Regions from separate parts of the Sus scrofa genome. Here regions 1 and 2 are each linked to region 3. Evidence: chromatin contacts called from public Hi-C data. All regions are on one chromosome and are shown on one strand. Each heading gives the region's core, a stretch centred on a gene start, on an enhancer-like site or on the middle of the called end of the contact. The rest is flanking DNA. Distances are from core to core; before and after follow the strand shown.

Region 1 (3,038 bases), core at 504-3,003, 140 kb after region 3:
TGGGTCACCCAGGAGGCACTGAGAGCGAAGGGAACACCCTGGGGCTCTACTTACGGTCCCTGGAGGGTCCGCCCTCCGTGGGGCCCTCGGGGCGAGGCTTCCGGCCGGGGCCAAAGAGCCCCTCGTCGGGGTCTACCTCCTCATCAAAGATGGTGAGCCGGGGCGAGGGTCTGGGCTTCACGGCCACCTCAGGGTGTTTCCTGGGCTTCTTGGAGCTGCAGAATCACAGACAGAACTCAAGTTAGGACTTCTTGCAAGAGGCCTGCCGGTGGGCTCGGGCAGCCTGGCCAGAACCACACGGGTGTGGGGCAGGCTTGAGCTTGTGTCGGGAAGGACCCTTCCTGGGCCCTGACAAGGGGGTCGTGAGATGCTGCCAAGGAGGCAGCCCAGTCCTGTGCCCGGGGATCAGCCACTGTTGGCACGTGGGGGAAGAGCGGCTGGGCCTCTGGACCACACAGCCGACCGCGGACAACTCCAAGGCCTAAAGGGCCAGCAGGACTCAGGCCTGCCTGCGGGGTCAGGGGTCAGAGAACTCCTCCTTCCGGAGCTGGAGCTGCGGGGGCTGCCAGACCTCAGCACTCCCTGGGGCCAAGCTGAGAGTCACTGCATGGCCACTCGGAAACCAGCAGGGATGCATGAGGCTGCAAACCTCCGGGCCTGGCCCCAGGGAGAATGGAAGAGAGCCTGGGGCAATGCTCCTTGTTTCCCCTGCGTATTTCATTCTCCTTGAGCAGTGTAACCCCCATCATTCTAGAAACCACCACAGTCCCACTGAGCAAACCCCACCTCCTTCAGGAAACCCTCGGGCTCTGTACCCCTCAGGTCCCTCATTCCTCGACTGGGGAGGCCCTGCTCTGGGCCAGACTCTGCTGGGGGCAACCAGGAGGGGGCTCGAGGGAAGCTTTTGGACCTCAGGAGGCTTTATTTCCTGATCCGGGTGGTGGTTCACGGCATACACGTCAACCTTCAGGGAACTGAAGGCTGCAGATCTGCACACGTCACTGGAAGTTATACCGCCAGTAAATAAACAAACTTGGTTTTCTTTTAACAAGGGGATCCAGCCCCGGCTGATGATGCCTAAATTAGCCATTTGAAGGTTCCTGCAAAAACCAGACATAAGCTGTTAACTGGAAGTGGGATTTCCGTGGGCCTGTCGCCTGAAGGGCCGTTCCAATGGGACGAGGTCACCCTCTGAGCTCCTGTTGGCGATATGACGTGGTTAAGCCGCATGGACCCCGCTGTCAACAATGGCACAGGTTAAGCCGCAGCAGATAAAAATAGCGGGGCTGCCCTGGGGGCTAGAGGGCAGGGTTCTCGAGGTGGCCGTTCCCAAGGGCTGGATTTAGATGCTGGCAGAGCTGGGGGCTTCCGGCAGAGATGCGGAAAAGCTATGAAAGGTGGGGCTGCAGCCACCGGAGGTTGCAGGACCAACACATGTCCGTGCTCAGAGCTGGGCCCCGGTGGGAGGATCTCTGTCAGCAGACAAGGACACAGTGGTTCAGAGAAGCTGGGTGTCTGCTCAAGGCCACACAGCAGGCAGGGCTGGAGATGCGACGGTTGTCCCCCTGCTCTTTCTCCATTCCAGGCACAAGCCAGATGAGCTGAAGCCACAGGCCATCAGGCCCACGCCTCTGCTGAGGCAGAACCCCATTGACAGGCCCCAGGCAGCTCTTTGCATCCCTGTGGATTCTGATGAACTGTGCGTAGGAGAGCCCGTGGGCCAGCCCGGAGCCTGCAGGCTCTACTCCACCACTGCCCCTCATTCCCCACTGCTGCCGTCCTTTGCTTGGTCCCGCTCCTGGGTCCCACAGGGGCTGCCGCAGTGGAGGGCAGAGAGCCCCCAGCACCCCTGCAGCTCCCAGGGAGGCCGGGGCTGGGCCTGACCGCTCCACTCTGCAGCCTCCCTCTGCAGGTGCACCCTGAGCAGAACCAGCAGCTCTGAAACGGCTCGTGGGGAAGGCACAGCCACATCCCCTCAGCAGACAGCCCCCTGGGGCAAGGGCTGGGGGCTTTTCCGAGGACCAGAAATCAGAGGAAGCCCAGAGAGAAGGGAGGGTCTGAAGAACAAAGGACGTGAATGAACAGACATGATGAATTATCTCTGGAGAAGCCACGCCGAGATTTCAATGATTTCCCCTCTTGCACCTACTTCTGGTTCGCAGAGCACAAATTAGGCCCGGCTTTCCTGCTATGTGAGTTTTCCTCTCAAATCGGATGAATGCTCTTGTTTTTCTCCCTGGAGACGTTTTTTTTTTATCTTTTGTTGTCTTGAATTGAAATAAAGCAACTCCTCAGCACATGGGGCTGCTCAGTCAGGCACCATCTGAACCCCACCCTGTTCGTCTCCCCAACTCCCCCGACCTGTCTCCAGGGGAGACAAAGAACAAGAGGAAACACGGAGCTCTGACAGCTGAAAGCTCCAGGGATCTGGGCTGGTTGGCCCCAGATTCAGTCTCTGGGGGCTCAGGAGTGTGTCTGGTCCAGCCAGAGCAGATGCCAAATAAACATCAGATGAGAGGATGGATGGATGAAGGGGTGACGGAAGGATGGACAGACGAATGGATAGATGGACAGACAGCAGGACAGTACATCTCAAATCCAGACTTATTTCTGCCTCCTCCCTCAGGGAGGGGGGAAAAGGAGTGAAGAGAGGGGGCTCCCAGCACCATATCAGACAGAGGCCCTCTGCTCCATCACTCCTCCTCCAGACGGCTCGCAGGCACCCCCACTGGTCTCCACTGGTCCCTTGGCCCATGTGTCAGGGGCCCATCCTTTCACCCTGAGCTCATGAGCCCCTCGCATGGGCAAGACCTGTGCTGGGTGATGAGGGCCCGGAGATGAGAAAGACCTGGCACTGTCCCCACAGCAGAGCAGAGTCATAGACACGAGCCCATCGTCACCACACATGCAATCACACTATGATAGCTGGAGCCCAGAGGAAGGAGCCCACCCAGTCCGAGGGCTTCCTGGAGGAGGTGGTGTAGGGGTGGACAGTGACCTAGGGGGGTCTCAGGGCAGAAAATGACATGGGCAGAGAG
Region 2 (3,383 bases), core at 494-2,993, 170 kb after region 3:
CCCCCAGCTCTGCGCCACATCCCTCGACACTCTTCCTGCCTCACTCCCCTCGGGCCACAGTGGCCTCCTCGCTGGGGCCCAAGCACCCCTCTGCCCCAGAACCTTGGCTCCTGCTGTGCCCTCTGCCCAGTACATTCTTTCTTAAAATTGCCCTTTCGTTTGTCAGGCACCTGCCCACCCGCCACTCTCTCAGAAAGACCCTCCCAGCCCACGCCACGCCCTCCTCCTAGCACACTCTTTCCCCATCCCTTTATTTTCCTTCACACCATTTACCCCCCCTACACACCACGCATTTACCCACTGTCCACCTGCCCCATGGAAGTTTGGGAAAGGGGTTCACTGCTGTATCCTAGAACCACTCACCTGGCCTTCACCACCAGCCCCAGCATCTGTGAAGAAGCCCCGTGCAGGCGGGGCAGTGAGGGAAGCCATCCACCTGCTACCCCAGCTCCCAGCGCCAAAGTCACACCCTCATTGGTCTGCTCACACCTGCCAACCTCAAACGCCCTTTTTGCAGAAAAGGAAACTGAGACTCAGCGAGAGGGGGTGGGGGTGAGCTGTGTGGCACTAGGGACGCTTCTGCCAACGAGGACATGACCAGCAACCAGGCAGAGGACACCAAGCAAGGGCTGACATCAAGGTTCGATTAAAGAATCGTACTTTTCTAGACCAGCCTGAGGGCACAGGGATGTTCAGACTGCAGCTGGAAAAACACCACTCATTTGTGTAAGAGACTGATGCCTTAGTCCAAGATCTTGTGTAGAGGGAACAGGGTGGAGTATATGAAAATAGTTGCAGTGAGTGGCTAGACAGATATTAGAAAGGGGGGAAGTAAAAGCACGGACATCGCAGCCTTTCCAGGATCTGTTCTGCGCTGAGTCCTCCACCCGGAACCAGGGTGGGCCCACACTGCATCCTCTGCCTCCAGGGACCCTGCCAAGGCCTCTGCTCAAACTGCACTTGTCTGAGCCACCTGTTGGAGCAGCCGCCTCCTCTTCTCCCCCCTCACCTGGTTCATGCCCACTCCTCCAGCAGAGCCTGGCTTCATTCACTGCCTCCCAGAAGCCGGGGTTACACCCTGCCCTGTGTTCCCATGGCGACCGGAACCCACGACCCTGTCTCAGCATCGGTCTGCCTCCATCCTTGTTTCCCCTGCTGGGCCCAGCCTTGCCCGGTTCACCCCGTCCCCACTGCCGTGCACTGGGCCGTACACACGATGAGCGCTGAAAAGATACAAAACTAGGTTCCCGAAAAGAAATGAAGGCAGATGGACAGGAAAGGGGAGAAGTGAGCCTCCCTCTTTGCCCGCCTGCGCGGGACCTGCCCGTCCAGTCCTTCCAGTGGGTCTTGGGTGAGTTCATTAGCCCTTGCGGGGGGGGGGAGGCCTCAGTTTCCCCATCTGTAAAACGGGGGCACTCGCAGCTGCCCGCTTCTCCCGCGGGGCGGTGGAGGGGCCGAGCCCGGGTCAACGGCCCCCGCGCTGGGGAGCCTGGGCGGCAGACCGGGAGCCCGGGAGCCGCTGCCTCTGCCGGCTCCCGCGCCCTGGGAGCAACCGGCCGCGGCTCCCGGGCCCCCGAGCCCCCGACTCCACGCTGCCTGAGACGCGGCGCCAGGTGCGGGGTCGGGCTCACCTGGAGGTGACGAGCACCGCCGGGGACTGCATGACGGCGAGGCTCCGGGCGGGGCGCGCGGTCACGGGACCCGCAGGCGCCGGCGTCGCCGCGTCCCCGCCCCGCGCCCCGCCCGCCCCGGCCCGGCCCGGCCCCGGCCCGCCGCCTAGCGGCCACCGCGCTGGGCCGGACGCGCAGCGCTCGGCCGGTGCGTTTGCGGGCCTTGCTGGACCTCTGCGCAGGGACTGAGGGCGGAGGGCGTCCGCGGGCCCCCGGAGCTGAGCGGCCCCCGCGACCCTATGTCCGAGCCGTCCTGCTCGCACGCACGTCCTCGTCCTGGTGTGGGCCTCTCGTTATTAGTGACAGCGCCAGGTGCAAGCATCGGAGCGCCCAGGACCCTGCTTCAGACGTTCTGAGCTTTGATGAAACAGGGCATGGGCGGCCACGGCCCCAGGGATGCTCAGAGAGATGTTAGGAGGCTCCAATGAGGTGACAGAACCGGCAGATAAATTAGAGCCCTCCGTGAGGGGTGAGCTTCCAGGGGCCAACCGGGCCTGTCCAGCAAAAGCTGCTGGGAACTCGGGGTCTTTCTTCTCCCTCACTTAGGGGGCCTTGTTCTGAGGCTTGTTAAAACAGACAGGAAGACGCTCTTCAAGACTCCTGCAGCTGGGTCAGTGGGGAGAGGGCTCAGGAGTAGGTGAGGGTCGGGTAGGGGCTTCTTGCTGAAGGCAGGCCCAAGGGCTTAGAGGGGGTGGGGGAGGAGGCGCTGGTTCAGAGGGATCAGATATCCCGGGTGGGGATTCTCTCTAAACTGAGGGAGCAGGATTCTGCCTGAGACTGGGCTGGGCTGGCCAAGGACAGGGCAGGGACCAAAGTCCAGGCTCAGCTAAGAGAAGGTACAGAAGAATCTAAAGCTTAGTCAAGGAGACAGACTTCGTCACCCCAAGTTTCCTTCTTAGAGAGCTACTGAACCCCCTCTCTGGGTGCAGATCTCTCTCCCAGGTGCCCTCTCCTCCTTTCTTCTGACCCCAAGTCCCAGGGCTGTTCCCTGCCCTCTGGCAGGAGCAGGAGGGGCTTCTGCTTGACTGCATTTTCCCAAAGAACCAGCCTCCCGCCCCACCTGCACCACCTTGGAACTCTGGTCAACGAGTTCGCCAGCTCTTTTGCAACTGCCTGCAAAACGCTTAGCTCAGGGCCTGGGTCCTAGTGACCAGCAGTGTGTTTGTGTTGCTCTAATGTGTAGCCTGCCTGTCGCCAATACCTTGCAGGCCCCAGGATTCCAGAGTGCACACCGCTGGGGGCCTTGGCACACCTGGCGCCGGCCAAGAATACCACTGGTTCCCATGAAAGAGTAACCCTGTCCCGGAGAACAATCCCATTTTCTGCCTCTGTGGGTCCCACGTGCCCCTATGTGGCTCCAGCGGATAATTGTATACAATGCATGGAATGTGGAATCTAAATCTGATATTTTCTGCTTCCTGCCTGACTCGAGGAGCCCCTTCCATGGCTGAAGCTGCGGTAACGCAAACCACATTGCGGAGGAGCTTATAGTCCCCCTTCTTGCTGCCCTGGGAGGAGCGCTCCGGGCCTCAGTCACCCCCAGGGACGTCACTGGACCTCAGAGGCAGTGCGGTCAGTTAGAGACACCACAGCCAGCAGGGGGTCTAATCTGAATTCTGGCCATGCCGCTGTGCACCAGCACTGCCATGGTTTCTGGTGGGGTGGGTCTTCTGGGGACCCGCTGATGTGTCTCTGTCTTCTACAGTGATGCTT
Region 3 (3,106 bases), core at 589-3,088:
GAATCCAGGCCCTCCAACAGCTTTTCGTCAGAGGGGGACACAGAAATATGAGACAATAACCTCATCAGGATGTAGTGTGTCTCTCCATTGCTGAAAAACCAACAAGCATCCCCTTGCCTCTAGAATGGATATGGCCCAACCTGTGTAGTTGGTACTTGTCCTCCATGATTGGCCTGCCTCCTGAGTTTCAACTCTCTCTTTCCACTGAGGGTAGCCCCAGTAAGCTATTCTCTGTTCCTAGAATCTGTCCTACTCTTTGTCACATCTCTGCTTTGGTTCAAGCTCTTCCTCCTCCTTGGGTGGTCCTCCCTCCCTACCTCCATCCTTCTTCTCACCCCTTCTGTCCATTGGGACCCATCCACTCAGAAGCTTCTAGATCAGACACAGGTGCCATCTCCTACAGGATACAAGGAAGAGATGGATTAAGTCCTGGTGGATAGCAGGAGACTAGGAGCTAGCACCCCACTAGACACTGATTTGCTATGTCCCAGCCTTCAAGTTTCTCCTGCTACTCCCCAGGGGGACCTCAGCCTCTTCTAGCCCAGTGGGGTGGGGGTGGGGATTTGGATTTTATTGTACTGTTTACCTCAGGCAGTTCTCTGCCTTATGACCAGGATCCGAATTAATCTTGAAATCCAGGGCTGAGGCTGCCTTTTTCTGCTTGGTAACTTCTTCCCAGCGGACCTCAAGTTCTGCAACCAACCTCGACCTTCCCTTTTCACCGTCCCTCCTTCTCCGAATCTTTACCTAAAGACCTAGGCTGGGTGCCGAGAAGGGGGTAGGCGATAGGACTTGGAGGAGCCAGAAGCTCGGCCCAGGGTCACCTAATTTACAGCCACCATCTCTAAGATCCAAACCCCGGGCTGCTCTAGGCGGGTACCCTGGTGGAAGGACAGGGATGGCAGACTCGACCAGGGGTGGGCCCGCTTCTGAAAGAAAAGGGAAAAGACCTTGCTTGGGAACAAACGAATGTGTGTGTGCGCGCGCGTTCACTTAAAAACAAAACCAAGTTAAAGGAACCGCTCGGTCCCCCACAGGTCCGACCACCCGCTGGGAGTTTGCGAAGCCAGCGCGGCAATTTTGAGTGGGAGGGAGTCGTTAACGCCCCACAAAGTGCGGCTTCTTTCTGAACCTCTCGTCCAGGCCCTGCGGGCTCCTGGTAGCTAGCTCTTGGCCTCCCGCCCCACGCGCAGAAGCTGCGGCGAAGGAGGGAACCCTGGTGTCGCCGGAGCCCCGCAGCGCCAGCCGCGGCGCACGCTCCCCGGTCGCCGCCTCTCCCAGCCCCGCGGCCTGGGCCGTCAATCAAGCTCGCCCGGCCCCGCCCCTGGGCTGCAGCGGACGGCCAATCAGAGCCAAGCTCCGCAGCGATGAGCTCAGTCGGCTCGCTTGCCATTGGGCGGCTATATTAAGAAAGTCGCCGAACTCTTTAAATAGCGGGCGCTAGGGCCGCAGCCTGCATCTGCCACCGCAGTCTGCCTGCTTTCGTTCGTTTTCCTGTACCTTTGCTGAGGCCTAGAGCGACCCGGGAGGAAGCTAGGCCGGGTCTGCTACTCTAGTCACCGTTTGCGCACAAAGGCGCCAACCCCGGATCCGGGGCGAGGAGGGCCGCCACCGCTCCGGAGCAGCGCGGAGACGTACGGTGCGCCCTATGCTCCCGCGCCCCTACCGCCCACGCCGCGGCTTCCTGAGCACAGCGAGAGAACGCGCCACCCCGGGGCCTGGGTGCAGCTAGCGACCCTTGCCCCTAGCGCGCAGCCCGAGGTGAGCAGTGAGCGGCCAGCGGGACGGCAGCGAGGCGTTCGCGGGCCCCCTCTTGCTGCCCGGGCCCGGCCCGCTCATGGCGGCCATCCGCAAGAAGCTGGTGGTGGTGGGCGACGGCGCGTGCGGCAAGACGTGCCTGCTGATCGTGTTCAGTAAGGACGAGTTCCCTGAGGTGTACGTGCCCACAGTCTTTGAGAACTATGTGGCCGACATCGAAGTGGACGGCAAGCAGGTGGAGCTGGCGCTGTGGGACACAGCGGGCCAGGAGGACTACGATCGCCTGCGGCCGCTCTCCTACCCGGACACCGACGTGATCCTTATGTGCTTCTCGGTGGACAGCCCGGATTCCCTGGAGAACATCCCCGAGAAGTGGGTGCCCGAGGTGAAGCACTTCTGCCCCAACGTGCCCATCATCCTGGTGGCCAACAAGAAAGACCTGCGCAGCGACGAGCACGTCCGCACTGAGCTGGCCCGCATGAAGCAGGAACCCGTGCGCACGGATGACGGCCGCGCCATGGCCGTGCGCATCCAAGCCTACGACTACCTCGAGTGCTCTGCCAAGACCAAGGAGGGCGTGCGCGAGGTCTTCGAGACGGCCACGCGAGCCGCGCTGCAGAAACGCTACGGCTCCCAGAACGGCTGCATCAACTGCTGCAAGGTGCTATGAGGGCCGCGCCCGCCTGCCTGCCCCTGCGGGCACGGCTCCCCCACCCCGGCCGGTCCCCCACGAGGCCGGAGAAGGGAGACCCGCGCCCCCCCCACGGACCCCACCGGACGGCCTGGCGTCTGCCCTCCGGACCCGCAGCCGTGGCCTGGCGGCTGTGGCTCTGGCGCCGGGAATCGGCGCGGTAGGCACCGGGCGCCCCCTTTCCAAGTGTCTGTGTGCGTCCCGCTGTGTTGCACAGGCCTGGGCGCCCCGCTGAGTGCCAAGGGATCCCCGAAGACCCTGTTCTGAAGAGCCAAGCCTCTTCGGAGGGTGTGGCTGTGTGTATGTTCAACTCCCCCCGCCCCGTTTTTGCCCCACGCCCGCCTCTGCTACCCCGAGGCGAGCTTGGCCCCGGGGTGCGGCCGCGCCCCATCATCAGATGTTCTCCCATAACCAGCGAGCGCCTGCTATGCCCCTGTCTGTAACATAGACCACGGGAACTGCGGGAGGGGAGGGCTGGGGTGGATGGGGTGTTATATAAATATAGATATAATTTTATTTTCGGAGGTAGGATGGTGTTATTTAATGGTGGCGGTGGGTGGAGTGACAGGACTTGAGAACAGCTCCGGCCCAGCCTGGGTCAGGCGTCCATCCAGGCACGAACAAGACTTGGCCATCTTTCCAACTCCTGGGAAAGAC

Evidence for each region. A called contact is a pair of places that touch in the nucleus more often than the background predicts.
Region 1: a contact with region 3 is called in a Hi-C map of omental adipose tissue, with 5 times the contacts expected there. The contact joins the enhancer-like site here to the promoter of RHOB in region 3. A contact is called at or near these places in 2 of 5 promoter capture datasets (fetal liver and liver), 34 of 47 Hi-C or Micro-C datasets (adipocytes, adipose tissue, alveolar macrophages and 17 more) and 2 of 2 datasets of contacts at active chromatin or transcription factors (alveolar macrophages and skeletal muscle).
Region 2: a contact with region 3 is called in a Hi-C map of liver, with 5 times the contacts expected there. The contact joins the promoter of HS1BP3 here to the promoter of RHOB in region 3. A contact is called at or near these places in 3 of 5 promoter capture datasets (fetal liver, liver and skeletal muscle), 32 of 47 Hi-C or Micro-C datasets (adipocytes, adipose tissue, alveolar macrophages and 14 more) and 2 of 2 datasets of contacts at active chromatin or transcription factors (alveolar macrophages and skeletal muscle).

The regions. Positions count from the first base shown.
Region 1 is chr3:117,635,281-117,638,318 of Sscrofa11.1, reverse strand. HS1BP3 (HCLS1-binding protein 3) reads right to left here. Exons shown (of 7, transcript XM_003354913.5): 5 at 55-215. Among named protein-coding and RNA genes, the nearest start is that of HS1BP3, 28 kb to the right of the region's middle. Within about 2 kb of position 1,753, at least 2 of the 83 cell types and tissues checked have an H3K27ac peak or open chromatin away from gene starts, as enhancers often do. A contact at or near this core is called in omental adipose tissue, where this site is marked.
Region 2 is chr3:117,607,347-117,610,729 of Sscrofa11.1, reverse strand. It overlaps HS1BP3 (HCLS1-binding protein 3), which reads right to left and starts at 1,743. Exons shown (of 7, transcript XM_003354913.5): 1 at 1,632-1,743. The coding sequence starts at 1,663. LOC102157748 (a long non-coding RNA gene) reads left to right here and starts at 1,805. Exons shown (of 4, transcript XR_002342833.1): 1 at 1,805-2,139; 2 at 3,376-3,383.
Region 3 is chr3:117,774,192-117,777,297 of Sscrofa11.1, reverse strand. RHOB (ras homolog family member B) reads left to right here and starts at 1,838. Exons shown (of 1, transcript NM_001123189.1): 1 at 1,838-2,428. The coding sequence starts at 1,838. The coding sequence ends at 2,428.